Regions from separate parts of the Sus scrofa genome. Here region 1 is linked to region 2. Evidence: chromatin contacts called from public Hi-C data. All regions are on one chromosome and are shown on one strand. The core of a region is the stretch at or near the end of the contact, and the rest is flanking DNA. Distances in the headings are between cores, read along the strand shown.

Region 1 (2,700 bases), core at 65-2,564, 350 kb after region 2:
TCGCGCCCGCGCTCCCGCACGACCGCCCCCTCCGCACACCCACACGCACACGCGGGCAGCGCGCGCCGAGCCGGCTCCGCCGCGGACGCGAGCGCGGGAGCGAGAGGAATCCCTGGAATGAGGCGCCGCCCGCCCTCACCCGGGTTCCGCCGGGCTCAGCGGGCCCGTCAGGCCACGCCCCCGGGCCCGCCCCTCCCGCCCAGCAGGTGGGGGCCGGGTCCAGGTGAGCCTTCAGGGAGGCGGGGGTGGGGCCTCACACGCCCGACAGAGGCTCGTTTCCCCTCCCCCGCCCGCCGCGCGGCAGCTGGCTCGCACCCAGCCCGCGGGTGCCGACGCTCTCCTGCAGCCAATGTCGGCGGAGACCCTGGGCTGCGCTCGGGGAGCGCGCGGACCCAGCGCGCGTTGCCTGTACCAGCCTGTGACACATGCCAGATCCCAAAGGCCCAGGCAGCGGGGACGCACCTTTGGTGCACACGCACAAACACAGGCGAACCTCTGGTGCGCGCCAGGCACGGCCCCCCACGCACACAGTAGGCTCTCGCACCCGGGGGACACAGCACACGTGAGCACGACATCCACGGTCGAGCCAGACTCCGGACCCGCTGGGCTCGCGGCCCCTTAAGGGCCACGAAGCCGGCCAAGTGCCGGCGCGTTGGAGCCGGACCTGCAGCACCTTCGCGGCGCTCGGCTACAGACCCGCACGCGTCCCCGCCTCTTACACACACCTGTTCACAAAGCGGCCCCTGGAAGGGCGCCCTGGGGTCGATGCTCACACTCGCTCAGCCGCCGGAGCGCCGCAAACACAGGCGTCTTCCGCCTCCCTGGGCTCCACGCTCCATAGGCCACCGACCTGGGGCACTGCCTCGACCGCTTGTTACCCGCACACACCCTGCCCAGCCAGGCCGGCGGCCACACGTACCTGAAGGGACAGGTCACACTTGCTTGGGGAAGTGTGTGCTCAGGTGCCACCGCGATCAGAAGGGCCGCTGCAGTCCCAGGCACTCAGATGCCTCTCGGCTGCCTCCCATTACAGCATTTTACACTCCACACTTCACACACACACACACACACACACACACACACACACACACACACCCCAGGCGCTCGGCAGCGCCTTTCCAACCCCCTCCCTCCCTCGCCCGGAGGAGGAAGTCCTAGTAAATCAAAACAGTGTGGACGCGAGGGAACAGAGGAGAAAGGGAGACAGATCAGAGTGGAAAGAGCCCCTCCAGCCGCTCACACACCAGTGTTTGCTGTGTTTGGCAAACTCCTGGAGTCCACAACCCGGTCTGCTCCGAAGTGTGCCCGGGGAGGGGCGGAGAGGAGAAGGTGAAACATTTCTAATTGGTGCAGGTTCTTATTACAGCAGCAGCGTAGACATGTGACCACGAAAAGAAAAGCCCCGTCTTTAATTTTTCCTGTCATTCTCTAGAGATTTTGGGGTGGGAGTAGGAGGGGTGGAGGCCTGACACTGCCGGTCGGTCCCCCGCAGCCCTTGCCCCATTGTTTTCTCATACTGCCACAATTAAAAAAACATTTGCTTAACATATCCAGCCCCTAACTTCATAAAATAAATAGTCAAGCACTGGACTTCCTCTGGTTTGCTTTAAATGGCTTCATGTTGCTTGCCTTCTGGCTGTTCTCAAGCCTCAGTCACTCTTAGGAGCTCCTACTATAGGGCTTTCCCTGGCAGAAGGCTCTGCTGAGAGGGAAATGATAACAAAAACAAATACCAGCTTATATTAGTGCTGGGAGAAAATGCCTTCCCCATCTATTACCTCATCCAGTTCTATCAAGTCAAGGCCTATTATCTCATTTGATCTTAGCCGCCCTCGAGGAACAGGACAGGTACTAATAGTTCCATTTTACAGTGAGATTGGGTTTACCTAAACCACAGAGAGGCATTACCTGAACCAGCACAGCCTTCTTGCAACCCTGGGTGAACCCCCCCACCCCACCCCGAAAAGCTCTCTCCTCTGGTCCACACAGGGCCAGTGTAGACAGAACAGCCCAAGTGACAGGTTGACCCAAGCATAGGTGCTCCTGTTTTCCTGATCCCCAGATGAAAATTCACAGATGCAAGCTGGGAAGTCTCCTAGTCTCCCCTAAGATATTTTTATTTGGACTCCATTTTAGTTCATTAATAGGCTCAGACCCCCCCCCAAAAAAAAATTCCTGTGAAAGATCATAAAGGAAAGATTTCATTCTGGAAGGTTTTCATCCAGGAAGTATGACAACAGAGAAAGGGATTTGGACAGACCTGGATTTGAATCCAAACGGCACCTCTATTTGTTACGGGACTTTGGGCATGTTATCAAGCTCAGCTTTCTTGTCTGTAAAACAGAGGCAGTTTTTTCTTTGAAGAGCTGTTGCAGGGACTAAAAACCAGCCAGGCAAGATATTTGGTGAATATTCACATATTCCTCCTTCTCTCTTCCTGCCTTAAATCCAGTCTTGCTGGGCACCTTGTAAACAGACACCCAGCTTAATCCGGGAGGGATAGGAAAATGATCTAGCTAGATAATGCAAATGAATAATGATAGCAATATGAATACAACTACACATTTATAAAAATGGCTCTGGGGTTTACAAAGTGTTCCCACATATCATTATCTCATTTGATCTGTATGACAACTCTGCCATTTGTGTGCTGCTAAATGATTTCCATTTTGGGTCAGTGTGGAGGTCCTAAAGCTGCCT
Region 2 (2,700 bases), core at 190-2,689:
TAGATACAGCATTTAGAGAACAGAAAGAAAGACCAATGGTAGATTTAGAGGGAGAAGTTTCCGCTCTTACTGTGTATCTGTTAGCACACATTCATTTTTCAACTGACATTTGAATGTCTGCTGTATGCCCCAGATACAAAGATGATTAAAGTAGCCACTGCCCTCAAAGAACACTGTCTAGAGAGTAAGACCTATAAACCAACATCTCCCTAACACTCTGTTAAGTTCTGCAGGCAGGGTCCATCCTCTTGGTCCGGTATCCTGTACTATTGACTTTGTGAATGGGAAAGACCAGAGAGGCCTTGCAGTGTCTTCTAGGTCAATGCTAGAGGATGAATAGGAATTTGTAGAAATTCATGGGAGAGAGGGCAAGAGGAAGGTCCCCCAGGCATGGGGGTCATGTGTTTGATAGCCAGAGGCCAGCAAACAGTGTTGATGCCATTGTCCTGTGTAGCAGTTGTGACAGAGTCTGGGTCACGTAATTCAGTTCTAATTGTCCTCTTGTCTTGGCGAGTGCCATTTTGATTTCAGCTCTTCTTGAGCTGGAGTCTGACGTACTTTTTCTAACACTTAAGGCTGCTATTTTGAATTTTATAATTCCATGTAAAACTTTCTCACCTAGCACAGGCTTAGGGGGTTTCCTAGCCTAAGGAATCCAGCAGCTGTAGCGGTTGGGGAGGGGAGGCCCCAAGGGTTGGGGGGTGCAGGAAGGCAGTCAGGGGATTTCCAGGCCCTGGCTCTCCATCCCCTGCTGGCCACAAGCAAGGTGCACCCCCCCATCCCCGTCTGCCCGCCTCCCTTTCTTCTTTTGTTAAATGAGTCAGTCGGATGAGATAAGCCCTGGCTCTCTATTGATGCTCAAAGTTACTAGCGTTTATATTTCCTTTACTTACTTTTATTTAATTCTTTATTCCACAAGCAATGCATTTTCATTGCAGAAAAATCAAAAAATATATTTAACTATAAAGAAGTAATCAACTACATTCCAGCCACTCAGATTATTGTTAGATGTGGATATCTACCCTTCTTGGCTTAAAAAAAAAAAAATCTGTATTTCATGGGTATGTGCAGATAATTGTCCTCTCTGAACATTCCTATTGTAGGTTTGAAATGAGCTTTAGAGAGAGGGGTTTATGGGGCTGCCTCAAGGATACTCTCTGCTCTGATTTGATAGGGTTTTAAATCTCAATCATTTACAAGGACTGGCTGGAGCCCAATCGGAAGAGCTCTCCAAAGCTTGTGCCAGGAATTTTTGCATACAGCTTCTCAGTGGCAAATATTGCTCAAAACTGGGCTGCAGCCAGATTTTCCTTCTCTTTTCCAAAAGGCACATAAATCTCTGATCTGGAAAATGATGAGTAACCCCCAGGTTCTCTTTTTCTATCTCATTTACCCAGGGAGAGCTCAAGTCTTCTGTTTTAATGTGTGATGGATTCCATATGTACGATTGTGTGGTGTAAACTGTTATCCCACATCTTGTCCTTAGCAACTAGTGTTTCCCCCATCTCCAGAACCGCTTGGTTCCCAAAAGAAGATGGAATATCCATCCAGAGCCAGTGTGGAGTATTTAGCTACAAGCTCTAACCTCAGAGCTCTTGGCTCTTCACCTCCTTGAAAAACCTTGGACATTTCTCCCTTTGCTTCAATTTCCTCATCCATAGAGTGGGGAAAATATTTTCTGTTTCCCAGGGAAATTGCAATGGCTGACGTGTATCCAGTTCCCCGTGACCAAGTACCAAGGCCTTTGCCCACTCCTGGGACTGATGTTGACATTAGGAATAAGAGGAAAACAAAGACCCCTGTGATCACGTTGGGTCTCCCAGGGTGTGTGGCACCCTTTCTGGGCTCACTGTTCAGAAGCAGGTATAGTGAAAGGCCTGATTGAAAGTCAAGGCTGTCTTGGCTTTGAGAAGCTGCAGAAACCTCCCATCATGGTTCATGATGACTACTACCACCAAAACCTTTTCTGGAATTCCAGAGAACTCAGCCTTACTGGTTACTTCTGACCTGTCTTCTGAGGCCACCTAATCAGTCATTAAGGTTCATGCTCCTTACTCCTGCCTCTGTCACCTGAAGTCACAAAGACATGCCTCCCTTGTCTAAACACATGCCTTTTTCCTTATAGAATCTCTTTTACCATCCAGGCTAGAAAATTTAGGGCTGTGTTCTCCTTAGATGGTTCTACTGGCTGCCTGGCCCAAGAACAGTCTTCAGGTTATTGAGAATCTGGGTTCCTTTTAATTTGGAATTACTCTCATTCACTTGTAGCCTTTTCCCCAAGCCCAACGCTTGACATAGTGGTTCTTAATTTTTTTAAGTCAACTGGTCCAGACGGATGAAAGCCTGCTCCCCTTCCCCCAAATGGAAGGCACACACAATTTTGCCGACAATTTCATGGGCTTCAAGAAGCCCCAGAAATGTACCTGCAGATCCTAGGAAGGCATCCTTGCTGAGTTTCTTTGGTACTGTTCCCACATTCTCCTGGGTGAGACTTTGGGGGATGTAGGTTGCAGCCAGCCCCAGCCCCGCAATGACCTCTCTGTTTAGCTTTAGGAAAGCAGCCCCCTTTCTCTGAGGACTTACTTTCTTCAACTGTAGTAAGTAAAGGGAGGTACATGGGCTGATCCATCACTGGGTTTTGTTACGCGACTCTGAGACTGTGTAGTCTCTTGATCAGCTACTTCGTATCTTGTGGCCCTG

Evidence for each region. Hi-C and Micro-C count contacts between places; a contact is called where the count stands out from the background.
Region 1: a Hi-C map of fetal skeletal muscle shows a contact between it and region 2, with 2.1 times the contacts expected there. The contact joins the promoter of VGLL4 here to the enhancer-like site in region 2. A contact is called at or near these places in 7 of 47 Hi-C or Micro-C datasets (alveolar macrophages, embryonic fibroblasts, epiblast stem cells and 4 more).

What each region holds. Positions count from the first base shown.
Region 1 is chr13:67,871,805-67,874,504 of Sscrofa11.1, forward strand. It overlaps VGLL4 (transcription cofactor vestigial-like protein 4), which reads right to left and starts at 1,315. Exons shown (of 7, transcript XM_021071114.1): 1 at 1,245-1,315.
Region 2 is chr13:67,522,617-67,525,316 of Sscrofa11.1, forward strand. The region is part of intron 18 of ATG7 (autophagy related 7); the gene reads left to right. Among named protein-coding and RNA genes, the nearest start is that of ATG7, 110 kb to the left of the region's middle. Within about 2 kb of position 1,440, at least 6 of the 83 cell types and tissues checked have an H3K27ac peak or open chromatin away from gene starts, as enhancers often do. A contact at or near this core is called in fetal skeletal muscle, where this site is marked.